3 separate regions of the Zea mays genome follow, and regions 1 and 3 are each linked to region 2. A link is a contact called in public Hi-C data. All regions are on one chromosome and are shown on one strand. The core of a region is the stretch at or near the end of the contact, and the rest is flanking DNA. Distances in the headings are between cores, read along the strand shown. Region 1 holds the start of LOC103637659 (expansin-B2). Region 2 holds the start of LOC103637660 (ARF guanine-nucleotide exchange factor GNOM). Region 3 has its middle 66 kb from the start of LOC542566.

Region 1 (4,452 bases), core at 192-2,691, 140 kb before region 2:
ATTTTTTATGATCTTTAGATATGCCGTCGAAAATAATTGTGGCCGTAAAAAAATGTACGATTTTCTTGTAGTGAACTTAGAGTAGCTAAATTAATTATCCAATGTCAAGGCCACATGGTCCTTATAATTGAGTATTCCCTCCGTCTAAAAATCTAAAAAAAATGACTGTAATTATAGGACCGTTGTTGGAGAGCGTTTTATGGTTTCGAGCCCTATATTTTAAAATAGGGCCACATTAGAACTCTTGGAGATGCTCTTATAGTATTTAAATTTTGTTCGAAAGTGATTGACTTTCTCACTTTGTAATGCACATTTCTATTTTCTTATTATTACACCTTTCTCTTTTTCGAAATACATCTACATATCTCTACTCATCAGGTAGGGTGTATTTTGATCTTTTGCCTTCGAGGTTGGTTTCTGTGAGAGATTCTAAAACTTTAACTAATGAGTAAAATGCACGGGCGGTTCCGAACTTATCGAGGGATGTCATTTACATTCACGAACTTTGAAAATGCATTTCTAATTCTTTAAATTTATTTAAGAATTAAACTTATTTAAGAAACCCAAAAAATACCCCCGTGCTAATTGATCTCGTCGAGTGATCTCTTAGAGCAACTCCAGTAGTTCTCTAAAAGACTTTCTAAATTAATAATTTAGGTAGTTAACATAAAAACTATTCTTCAACAGTTCTCTAAACGAACTTTCTAAATTTAACAACTTGTCATCTAACCTCATTTTCTCTCTACATTTGGCAACCATTTAACAACTCCCTAAACAAAAATGTTGACTGCATTATATAGTTTTTGTAACTTATTTTTTATGTGGATAAATACAAAACAAAATTACAACCTATATTTAGAGAACTATTGGAGAACTCACATTTTTTTACTCTAAAAGCCATTTAGCAACTTCTTAAATATGTGATTTAGAGAGCTAAAATTTACATAACTATTGGAGTTGCTCTTAGTTAAAAACTCTTCTTTGACGAATGATACCCATCGTTGGTTTTCAGTTGCTTGCGAGCGAACGGGTCTCTGGATTGCGAACGGGTCAATCTAATTAATCTGGAGTTGGATCTTCGTCTAGTTTGCATGCAGCTTTGATTTGCATCCCGATCCGAATTCTGGGTAATGGCAACCCTGGCCGCAGCACCGCAGCTAGTAGTGTAGGACCCACTTTCACGCCGATAACTGCCTCAGAGGTCAGGCACCGCACCGGCGTACGGTACACGAGCTGAGCGATCCCTAACCTGCATGTGCACTATGACTGAGTAATCCATTCCACCATGATTAGCTTTCGGTACGGTGGCCATGTGGATCTCGTACCTCTAAACACGGCATGTCCGATGTGGCGACGACTATTGGTGCCGCGAACTGCTCATACTCTATCCCTGCTTGCCCGGCGGCCGACTATAAATACACAGGCAATCTCGTCCCTTTCGACCATCTAAATTAACACAAGCAGTCAAACGCATGCACACACAAGGTTGTTGTTAGCAATTTTCTGCTGCTGCTATACATACACGAGCTGCGCGCGATGGCCGCCCTGGCAGCTGCACTTGTTGCGCTCCTCGCCGTGCTTGCTGTCGCGCATCCTGTCGCCGTCGCACAATCGGTGGCGAACCGCACCTCCGCCGTCCGCCAGCTCCGCGGTAGCTCCAGCGAAGGCGGTTGGCTGGCGGCCAAGGCCACCTGGTATGGCGCGCCCAACGGCGCCGGCCCCGACGACAACGGTACGCATAAGCGCCAGTGCCTGCCTAGCGGCCGTGCATTGCATGCCTGCGTTGCGTTGCGCTTGCGCCGCCGCCTAACACGTACGTCAATTAATGTCTGTTTGTGATGCTTGCACCGACCCGACCGATCGGTTCTGCAGGCGGCGCGTGCGGGTTCAAGAACACCAACCGGTACCCGTTCATGTCCATGACGTCGTGCGGCAACCAGCCCCTGTTCCAGGACGGCCAGGGCTGCGGCGCATGCTACCAGGTAAGGTGCACCGCCAAGAACAACCCGGCCTGCTCCGGCGAGGTCAGGACGGTGATGATCACGGACAAGAACTACTACCCGGTGGCCAAGTACCACTTCGACCTCAGCGGCACGGCGTTCGGCTCCATGGCGAGGCCCGGTCTCAACGACAGGCTCCGCCACGCCGGCATCATCGACATCCAGTTCAGGAGGGTGGCCTGCAACCACCCGGGGCTGACCCTCAACTTCCACGTGGAGGCGGGCTCCAACCCTAACTACCTGGCGGTGCTGGTGGAGTACGCCAACAAGGCCGGCACCGTGGCGCAGATGGACGCGATGGAGTCCAGCTCGGGCCACTGGATGCCTATGCGCCGCTCGTGGGGGTCCGTTTGGCGGCTGGACTCTGCCCGCCCGCTCAAGGGCCCCTTCTCCATGCGCGTCCGCAGCGAGTCCGGCGGGACGCTGGTGGCCAACAATATTATTCCGGCAAACTGGAGGCCCAACACCGACTACCGCTCCAACGTCCAGTTCACTTGACCGCGTAATTTAATCTCAGGACATGTTTAGAAGCAACTTAGTTTTTAAAAAATCAGTTTTTATTTTTCTTAGCTAAGAGAGATCAGCTTCTTAGTTTTTAAGAAACTGTGAATCCAATTTTTATAAACTGAGACATAAACTGATATGTTTGGAACATTTCTATAAATTAGTTTCTTAAAAATTGGATGGTTTCAAATAAGCCCTTAATCAGTCACTGCTATAGTTCTCATATGTAACGTGATTACGCCTATTTATAAGGGGTTTTTTGTGTGATTATTGCAAATTCTTTATGCAATGGCTTCGGCGAGTTTCAGTTCCGTCTTATCGTCGTGTGTATCTTCAGGCCCGCCGGATTGGAGATAAAAACGAGTTGGGCATATAACTACGGGATAGTATAAATACATGTTTTTATATGGATTCAGTTATTCTATATTCAGGATGGATACGTGTACTATCTGAAAAGTGCATCTTGGATAGGATATAGAGCCAGAGCTACTAGATAAATAACTGAATATTTAGGTCGGATACGGGTATCCGGGTTGCGTGTACCATTTTTTTGCGTGATATTGTCATAAATTCACATTTTTTCTATATAAACTCGGATGAAGAAAAAATTTATATGCACTAGTACACAGAAGCTCTATAGTGGCGGTTCTAAACCTATTTACACTGGCATTTTTCAGTACCGCCAGTGCTAGGGGTCAGTGGAAATCAGCATTTCCACTGGCGGTTATTTTGGAACCGCCAGTGAAAAGTGCATTTTCACTGGCGGTTTTCTTAAGGAACCGCGAGTGAAAAGTGCATTTTCACTGGCGGCTGAATAAAGAAAACCGCCAGTGAAAATGCATTTCCACTGGCGGTTTTATAAAGCAAACCACCAGTGGAAATGCACTTTTCACTGGCGGTTTTCTTTATTTAGCCGCCAGTGGAAGTTTTCCCGCCTTTTTTCAAAATTTCAAACAATACTGAATTATATATATATTTATTTACACACACACAAACATATATATATAGATCTATATTGATATTGAAAGCAACATGAAATTAAATTCTATCATACATTTATATACATCAAAGTATTCTGTTTACAACCATATATGCTTCATGCATTCTATACATCATAAGTTTTCACCTAAGCTCTAATAACTATCTCGGCTAAGAGATAATCTACTAATTTCTGTTAGTATTCTAAACTCTGGCAAAGCTAATGTTCCGGAAGCATCGTGATATTTTCCTTCTGCGGGAATGACCTCTTTCAATATGAATGTGCAGAGGTCCTCGACTATGCCATACAATGCAGCTTCGGACAAGTTCTCCGGGTTTCCTCGTTGAAATTGCTGTAAAGGAATTTTATAAACATCATCTATTTATACTCAATAATAACACATTTGCATCTTTAATGACATAAATACATACTTGACTATTACTAATAATACCTTGTCAGGGTTCGTGATGTATCGTCCGTTCACTCTCATGAACTCGCACGCATAGAATCCACATAGGACCGATCCTTGTGGTTGCTTGTGGCACTACATAACAGGAGATTGGTTATTTAGTTGCAACATTGTGTATGATATGTATTCATAAAATCACATACTTACCGGCCAGTGATGATGGATGTCTAGTGGCACGAGTTTTTTCGACAGGTCGTACTTTCCACCTCTCATCTTATAGAATCTATAAGCCCTGTGATCTCAAATAAAATCACCATGTTATTCTCAAATTTTAATCGATAAAAGTATGCATGCATAGAAAAGGCTTACAACTCTAAGATGCTGAGGAATGTTGCATATGTCGAAGGGTCGAAGTTCAAGGAGTCGAGCACCAGCACCTTTCCAACCTTAGGATAAATGAGGAAGCATATCCAGTGGTCCCTGTACGAATCAAATTTGTGATGCATGTGTATTGAAATTATTAATTTTATTTATGCAAAATCACACTTACTTAAAGTTGT
Region 2 (4,296 bases), core at 20-2,519:
AAGGATAATTTAGTTTATCTAGATGTCTTTTAAAAAAATATTTATATTAATTTTGGGAGTAGTAACTCCGAAATTATGAATATTTTTAAGGAAAGGTGTTTTGATTTAAAACCTTTGGGTAATTTTCCTTATTTTCACAAGATTGAACTTTAGGGTGTTACACTTCCCAAACTAAATACTAACGGTCTATTTGGATCACATGTGCTAAATTTTAGCAGGGTGCTAAATTTTAACTCTCTCAAATGGAGAGCTAAAGTTTAGCACATGAGGAGTGTTTGGATGCAAGTGATAAAGTTAAGTATATGGATATAGAAAGACATTCATACCTCTAACTAATGCGAGGTGGGAGAGAGAGCGAGCGAGGGGTTGGCGATGCCTTATCCTCACTCTAGACCACTTTTAGCTCGCTTAGTATCTCTTGGAGGGGCTAAATTACTAATTGATGCTAAAGTTTAGTACTTCACTTTTACTACCTTTTAGCACTACTGTTTGGATCTTCAAATACTAAAGCTTAGCTAAAAGTGTAGTGATAAACTATAGCACCATGGATTCAAACAAGCCCTAATACTCTTCTTATATCGAAATATAATGGATTTTCAATTACCATAAAGCTTGACCAACGGTAGAAAAGCTCAATATTATTTCCAAAAATAAACTTTATAAGATAAGTGATGAAATATATTTTCATAACTTTTCTTGTCGATCCATGTTATTATTCTTCTCAATAAACTCGAATGAATTTAGAATAGATACTTAAATAAAATAACTAAAAAACCATTGTATTGAAGGAATAACTCTAAAAATATAAGATTCAAACACGATTTAACTAATAGATTAGCTAATACATTACATTTGTGTAAAAACTATCGGTTAGTTTTCTTTTGGTAGTTGCTACTAATATAGTAGGATGTATGACCTTTAGTAAAATTGAATACAAAGTTTTGGTTGCAAACATGTGTTTGGTTTCTGACTAAAATAGAGTTTGTGCCACATCGGTAGTTTGAATGTCAATTATAAATATCAAATATATTCTAATTATAAAAGTAATTTTATAGATGAAACTAAAACAAAGAGACGAATGTATACTATATCATCATAGGAGCGAATTCTTACACTAATTATGTTTAATAGACTCGTCCTATCATTTAACTTTTATATGTAGTTATTAGTTTTATAATTAAACTATATTTAATATATGCAACCAGTATTCAAACATCCATATAATGGGACTAAAAATTAGTTTCTTGATCCAAAGTCCAAACGGGGATAGCTTAGTGAAGTTTGAGATGTAATTCACAGCAATTTTTTCGATCAAAAGGCTGGGAAAAACTGTTGGGCCAAACAAAACCCGCCCAAAACCTGTATTTTTATTGTAAAAAGAAAAAAAACAAACAAAGAAACCCTCACGATTCACTAGGAATTCTTCCAGATCCAGCCCTTGGCTCGCAGTACACCACACCACGCCCAGATCTCAACGTGCCCCTTCTCTCAGATCTCAATTCCCAAATGCCCTCGCCGTCGTAGCTGCACCCCGACCCCGCGCGCTCGCTCGGATCCATGGGCGGGGTCAGGGCAGCATCGCCATCAGGCGCAGGATCCGGAGCCGTCGCGGGGGCGGGATCCGATCACGGGGCGCCGCGACTGGCTATGGCGTGTGTGCTAGCGTCAGAGGCCGCCACGGTGCTCGCTGTCATGCGCCGCAACGTCCGCTGGGCTGGCGTCCGCTACGGCGGCGGCGACGGTGGCGCGGGCGACGACGAGCACCTTGACCACCCGCTCGTTGCGGGGCTCAAGGTTCTCCGCCGCCGCGCTGCCGCTTGGGGCCAGGGTAGTTGGGCGGGCGTTGAGCCGCTCCTCTACCTCCGACCCTTCCTCGATATCGTCTGCTCCGACGAGACTGGGGCGCCCATCACGGGTGCTGCGCTCTCGTCGTTGCACAAGATCCTCACCCTTGATGTCGTCGGGCCCGGCGCACCAGGCGCCGCCGGGGCCATGGCCGCCGTCGTCGACGCCGTCACGGCTTGCCGCTTTGAAGTCACCGACCCGGCGTCCGAGGAGGCCGTCCTGGCAAGGGTCCTGCAAGTGCTGCTAGCCTGCGTGCGCAGCCGTGCAGCACCGGCGCTTGCCAACCGCCACGTCTGCACGATCGTCAACACATGTTTCCGCGTCGTGCAGCAGGCTGGAACCAAGGGGGAGCTACTGCAGCGTGTCTCCCGCCAGACAATGCAGGAGGTTATACGAACTGTCTTTGCCCGCCTGCCGGACATCAATGTCACCTTGTTGTCCGACGAGCAGGTATGGTGCATTGTTATACTCAGTATTTTACTTTGCTGTGCTGATGAACATGGAAATTGTTGCAATACCATTCCTCCCTCAGCATAATAACTCAACTTACTCCTACTATGCTCATGTGCATTGGTCTGAAGTGTAAACAAGTGAAATGTTCTAGTTTTTTTGTCCTTTTTATCTTTAACATTTTTTGTCATTTGAGCAATACGACCACATTGCAAATACTCACATTCTGACACTAAGATCAGCTTTTGTTAGTTTGTAACCAAGCTTTTGTTAGTAGGAACTTGGAAGGCTCATATCTTCCTTACTAAATGAATTTTATTAATTTTGTGGTAGCATTGTTACGTAGGTTGCTGGTTGCAAGAACCCATGTTTGGGTGCTGAGGAGACTGAGAACGGGAAGAGTGACTACGTATGTTTGAACAGCTCTGGCGATGAAGTGGGAGACGGTTCTGGTGTTATGCAAGACAAAGACTTGATGGAGCCCTTTGGGGTTCCTTGTATGGTAGAGATATTGCAATTCTTGTGCTCCCTCTTGAACATAGCAGAAGACATTGAGTTGAACCCAAGGATGAGTCCAATTGACTTTGATGAGGATGTGCCGCTCTTTGCTCTGGGGTTGATTAATTCGGCTATTGAGTTTTCGGCTTCGTCTATACACAGACATCAAAAACTTTTAGCATTTGTACAGGATGAATTGTTCCGCAATCTAATGCATTTTGGCTTGTCAATGAGCCCTCTGATCCTGTCGACTGTGTGCAGCATTGTTTTTACTCTCTTTTACCATCTGCGCCATGAACTTAAGCTGCAAATAGAGGCTTTCTTCTCATGTGTTATCCTAAGATTAGCACAGAGTAGATATGGAGCAAGTTATCAGCAGCAAGAAGTTGCCCTAGAGGCTCTAATTGATTTTTGCTGGCAGAAAGAGTTTATGGCTGAGATGTATGCAAATATGGACTGTGATCTACAGTGCTCAAATATTTTTGAAGAGTTAGCTAACCTTCTGTCTAAGAGCGCATTTCCTGTGAATAGTCCTTTGTCAGCTTTAAATGTGCTTGCTTTGGATGGTTTGGTTGCTGTCATTCAGGCAATGGCACAGCGGACTGATAATGCACCTCAACATCATGATCAAACAGTTCCAGAAATAAGTGAATATTTTCCTTTCTGGCAGTTGAAATGTGAGAGCAGTAATGATCCTGACCAGTGGGTTAAATTTGTTCACCAGCAAAAAAGCATCAAGACAAAGCTAATGATTGGCGTTGAACATTTTAATAGGGACAAAAAGAAGGGTTTTGAGTACCTACAAGCTGTTCATCTTTTGCCTGAAAAACTTGATCCACACAATGTTGCTCTGTTCTTCAGGTACACACCTGGATTGGACAAGAATCTTCTTGGGGACTACCTGGGTAATCATGATGAGTTCTCTATCCAGGTCCTTCATGAATTTGCTAGAACCTTTGACTTCAAGGATATGAATTTGGATGCTGCCTTAAGGCTCTTCTTGGAAACTTTCCGGTTACCTGGTGAGTCACAGAAGATACAGAGAATTCTTGAGGCCTTTTCTGAGCGATATTATGAACAGTCACCACAAATGTTTGTTAATAGAGATGCAGCTCTGGTGTTATCATATTCTGTAATCATGCTCAATACTGATCAGCACAATGTAAGGGTTAAGAAGAAGATGACTGAGGAAGACTTTATTAGGAACAATCGCCGTATAAATGGAGGAAATGATCTGCCAAGAGAATTTTTGTCAGAGCTTTATTATTCTATTTGCCGGAATGAGATCAGAACTATTCCTGAGCAAGGAGCTGGGTGTTCTGAGATGTCTTTCAGTCGCTGGGTTGATCTAATGTGGAGGTCAAAGAGAACATCATTGTACATTGCTTGTGACTCCTACCCTTTTCTTGATCATGACATGTTTTCCCTTATGGCCGGACCAACAGTTGCTGCCGTGTCTGTGGTTTTTGACAATGTTGAGCATGAAGAGGTTCTTACAGGATG
Region 3 (4,818 bases), core at 1,759-4,258, 170 kb after region 2:
TAATGTTTTTATTGGGTGCATAGATTTCACAATTATCAGGCAACAAATTGATTTCGGGAATTCTACAAAGTTTGGAGCATACAAGATTTGGCGTAGTCTGTGGCGCACCGGACACAGTCCGGTGCCCAGGCTGAAGCACCTCACGAACTGGCTGCTCTCGGGTTTTCTCAGAGCAACTCCAGTATAATTCACCAGACTGTCCGGTGTGCCACCGGACTGTCCGGAGCAAAGGTCAACTTCGCCAACGGTTGACTGCAGTATAGTCTGACCGTCAGAAGTCAGAGCTTGTCTACAAAGTTAGGATGCACCGGACTGTCTGGTGTGCCACCGAACTGTCCGGTGCCGCAAAAGGACAAAGAACTTCAATGGTCAATAGCTCCAAACCCCAATGGTCGGCTGACGTGGCACGCACCGGACAATAAACAATGCCAAGTCTGGTGCACCACCGGACTGTCCAGTGTGCCCATCATAGCAAAGTCAGCCAACAGCTAGGAAGTGGTTGGAGGTTATAAATACCCCCAACCACCTCCATTCAAGCCATCCATGCCTTCCAACCTTCTCATTCAATACTAGAGCAAATACATACACTCCAAGACACAATCAAAGGATCAAATCCTCTCCAAGCTCCAAAATCAAATCAAGTGCTTAGTGACTTGAGAGAGGGTGATTCATGTTTCTTTTGTTGCTCTTTTTGCTTGGATTGCTTTCTTCTTCTCACTCTAAACTTCTTAAGTGGTTTGTAAAGCAAGCGAGAGACACCTACTTGTGTGGTAATCCTTGCGCGGGTTCTTAGTGACCCTTGTGATTAAGAATAAGCGCTCGATCGGTCTAAGTGACCGATTGAGAGAGGGAAAGGGTTGGAATAGACCCGACCTTTGTGACCTCCTCAACGAGGAGTAGGTTCCTTGGAACCGAACCTCGGGAAACAAATCACCGTGTTCATTTGTGTTGATCTTCATCACTCGATTTGTTTTTTCCCTCTCCTCTCTCTAAAGTTCTCTTGCTCATATTATTTTGAGTTAGCTCCAAAAGTTATCTGCATTAATTGAGCAGCTCATAGCAAGAGAAACTATCTTCCGCACTCCGAATTCAAGATTATTTATTTCTAACCCTAACCCCGGGTGAAGTGCGTGTTCAAAGTTTATAATTTTTAGGTTTCGCCTATTCACCCCCCTCTAGACGACTTTCAATATTTCTTCGTTTAGGCTTCTTTGGTTTATGCCTTTGAACCTTGTATGTTCTACATAAATCTTCAATGAGTCTTTCAATGCTTTGCATTGAGGTGTTGATCTTCTTGATCATCATGTCGCCTTCATCCAAGTCCATGCTACATTCTTTGTACTATAAATATATACAACATTAATCTAAATGATTATACTGATCATGAAACTAAAATCCGTTAATCAAATGGGTTGAACTCTATTTTCCTTGCAACTTCGATGAATCTCAAAGGGTGAAGCTGCTCCACACTGGATTTAGATAAATCCTAAATTTAGTTTCACTTTTTTATAATGGTAGAGCTCTACCAAACAAACCAACTTACCAGTGGATAAATCGATATGGGACTAAAATCAGTTTCAATAGTTCTGATGCATGGAAGAAGTGGATTCAAAAGGATGATGATAGTCCGATATAAGAATGAGAAGTTGATCAAGAGTGTTGGCCATGTTGATGACGTTGAGTTGTCCTAGAAGAGTTCATTGCCCTTAGTTGTTTGGTTCCGCTAAGTTTTAGTCCGTCACATCGAATATTTGGATGTTATTTAGAAGTATTAAATATAGTCTAATAATAAAACTAATTATATAGACGAGAACTAAACGATAAGATGAACCTATTAAACATAATTAGTTCATAATTTGCTCCTGTGATGCTACAGTAAACATTTGCTAATTACAAATTAATTAGGCTTAATGAATTTGTCCTCGTGTTTAGTCTTCAACTGTGTAGTTAGTTTTATAATTATACTATATTTAATATTTGTAATAGACATTCAAACAATCAATATGATATGGACTAAACTTTAGTATCTGGAATCAAACATCAGCGAGATGTTAGAATTTTTATACGAAGTGACCTTAAATTCCATGTGCAAAAATTCTAAAATTTCACAAGCGTATTTTGTCCATTTTTTAATGGGTTATGATATTTAAGCCCACGAATGAACATGAAAAATGCAACACCAATTAACATCATATTACTAATATGAGCAAAATTACTATAGACACGGGTTAATATAGTTACAATATGAGGCAAGAAGATACAGCATACTAAAAATAAAATTCTTGAAAAATATGGAATATGGCTTCAGATATACAATACCAGAATTGAATGACTACGCAATAGTTGAAAAAAGTTAGTTTCAAAGGTCATTATAATCAACCAAATTGTAGTACGTCATTTTCTCGAATTATATTGCCAGAATAAATCAGAAACTCACAATGAGAATATATTGGTCTACATGTGAATCAGAAATCAGTTCACATGAAAAAACTATGAACATGCAGTTACATGTGTTGCATAGCTCCAGAAAGTGGTTTCACAAATCCATAGGCAAAACTATGAAGTTAGCGCAGAATCAATTGCCAACATCCTAATAGGTAGAAGAGGATTAACTCAAAAGGCACTAATATAAAAGCAAGTATAATAAGTTGATATAGACGGTTGTAAAAGATGTAATGTGAAAGAAAGAGATAAAAAACGGATTGACCATTAGCAGCCAATTTAGAGTGTGTTGCATGACTCAAGGCTCTGTGTATGAGAGAGGTTGATGAAGTATTAAATATATATCTTGTGTCAGGAGGGAGTTATTATATAAGTAGATTTTTACTATAATTTGTTATATATATGTGATATGATAACATAAAAACTGCTATTAGTTGTATTATTAAACTTGCTCTAAACGACCGAAAACAGAGTAGCCAACCAAGAACAATACTAGTTGGGCTGGGTGTGGCATCATGCATCCGTATGCTCACTGGAAACAAAATAATGGGCCCTTTTTGGCATTCATATGCTCACTGGAAACAAAATAATGGGCCCTTTTTGGCATTCATACGACCATAAAGTCCATAACGAATAGAGAACAAGCACTGGAAAGGGAAAACGGGCCCTGACGACTAACGTATAGGAAACAGCCCCAGCCAATTAGCAACTGCGTTCTGAAGCATTGAAAATACAAGGACAGATGTAGCTAGCCACGACAAAGTTTGGCCAGGAAAAATATGGCTCACTTCAATAGATGGTCTCGCGATGTAACATACAGTCCTATATTCTAGTTATTAATGAATAAAAACATATATGATTCTCTATTTTTTTAGGAACCAGGGCACCAATGTCAGACAACCGCTAGAGCGAGATGAAATGATGTCCCCATGAACCACTGCTGCACAATGCCAATCATCAGTCCGTCAACAGTAGATGAGCTTCAATGGCATCCTCCTACAGCTGATCAGTCTACTTCCCAGTGAGCGTGGACGTGCAGCTTTCTGTGCCTAGCACATCCATGCCACGAACTGGACGAGAAATCTCAATCTCGTTTGGGGCCGATTGAGCATTTGGCACAACAACCACTTCTTCCAGAAGTAGAAGTTCAGGCAAAGGAGCTTCACTAGAAGATGCATTTAGCATTTATGAAGATAATCCGACTGACGCATCGCAATGATCAAATGATAACTTTCGAACGACCACATCCAAACATGGAAGAACAATCGTCATCACAATTTTGACATATTTCACCCAGTCATCTTTAGAGCCTATGTAGATCAACCTTCGGAATACTGCCCCAGATGCAACATGGGACAATAAGCCCTCAATCAATATGCCAGGGTCGTTTAAATTGCAACTAATCTCCTCACAATCCCTAGCGAAAATCTGGCCAAAACAGGGCCTTTCATCGAACATAACCGTCACCTTCTTCATTCTATCAAAACTAACATTCTCATAAACATCGTCATCCACGCTTCCTCCATGGTATAGTGTCACTAGGGTGTCCATCTATTGCAAACACGAATTCATAACTCAATAACCATTAAAGATGGTACCTCACTAACACTATCAACTAATGCCTAACTAATTACTATCCCCATCTACTAATCTACTAATGCCTAAATACTTACTAAGCAATAAATAAGTAATAGCTAGTTACTAACTTATAACTATATACTAACTATTAAATGACCACATCAAACAGAGTTATATAATCAAAGAATACTTTGTGAAAACAAGGTATACCTGAGGTTGCGGTGGAGACAAGGTACCGGTGGCACAGGTGGAGTCGTGCAGCCTCATATCTACAAAAAACATATTACTTTTAGTAAAAATTTCGACAGCACCTCCCCTATACGGGGATGCTTCTAAAACCTGCAAACAAATGGACAACACGATTGATGACATGCACATTCACTAACAGATGACCAACACGAAGGTTGACATCCACAGTCACCAAAAAACTAGATAACAAAATTACAAAATAACCAACATCCACATTCACTGCACAAACTACCAAGTTTACTAATTATATTCTTATAAAAATGTAACATATATGTAACCTAACTAAATTAATAATTTGCTAACTAACTTAATAAATATATATGTAACCTAACTAACTAATGCTAACTAAATTACCAACTAATCAACTAAGAAACTTGGTTACTAAACAACTACCTAATTATTAACTAACATGTACATACCTTCACTATCGGGGTCGTGGCCGCGACGGCGAGGTTGGCCGACGGCGACGATGTCAAACTAGGCCGTCGGAGGTGATGGCGCACGGTGGTGGTGAGCTCGCGACGGGCGGTGGCGAGGTGAGCTCACGGC

Evidence for each region. Hi-C and Micro-C count contacts between places; a contact is called where the count stands out from the background.
Region 1: a Hi-C map of ear shows a contact between it and region 2, with 2.2 times the contacts expected there. The contact joins the promoter of LOC103637659 here to the promoter of LOC103637660 in region 2. A contact is called at or near these places in 2 of 25 Hi-C or Micro-C datasets (ear and leaf).
Region 3: a contact with region 2 is called in a Hi-C map of leaf, with 6 times the contacts expected there. The contact joins the enhancer-like site here to the promoter of LOC103637660 in region 2. A contact is called at or near these places in 3 of 25 Hi-C or Micro-C datasets (leaf and tassel).

The regions. Positions count from the first base shown.
Region 1 is chr1:92,746,750-92,751,201 of Zm-B73-REFERENCE-NAM-5.0, forward strand. LOC103637659 (expansin-B2) reads left to right here and starts at 1,442. Exons shown (of 2, transcript XM_008660168.1): 1 at 1,442-1,732; 2 at 1,873-2,774. The coding sequence starts at 1,537. The coding sequence ends at 2,498.
Region 2 is chr1:92,883,857-92,888,152 of Zm-B73-REFERENCE-NAM-5.0, forward strand. It overlaps LOC103637660 (ARF guanine-nucleotide exchange factor GNOM), which reads left to right and starts at 1,270. Exons shown (of 2, transcript XM_008660175.3): 1 at 1,270-2,295; 2 at 2,642-4,296. The coding sequence starts at 1,558.
Region 3 is chr1:93,051,208-93,056,025 of Zm-B73-REFERENCE-NAM-5.0, forward strand. No RefSeq gene overlaps it. Among protein-coding and RNA genes, the nearest start is that of LOC542566, 66 kb to the left of the region's middle. Within about 2 kb of position 3,009, at least 6 of the 20 cell types and tissues checked have an H3K27ac peak or open chromatin away from gene starts, as enhancers often do. A contact at or near this core is called in leaf, where this site is marked.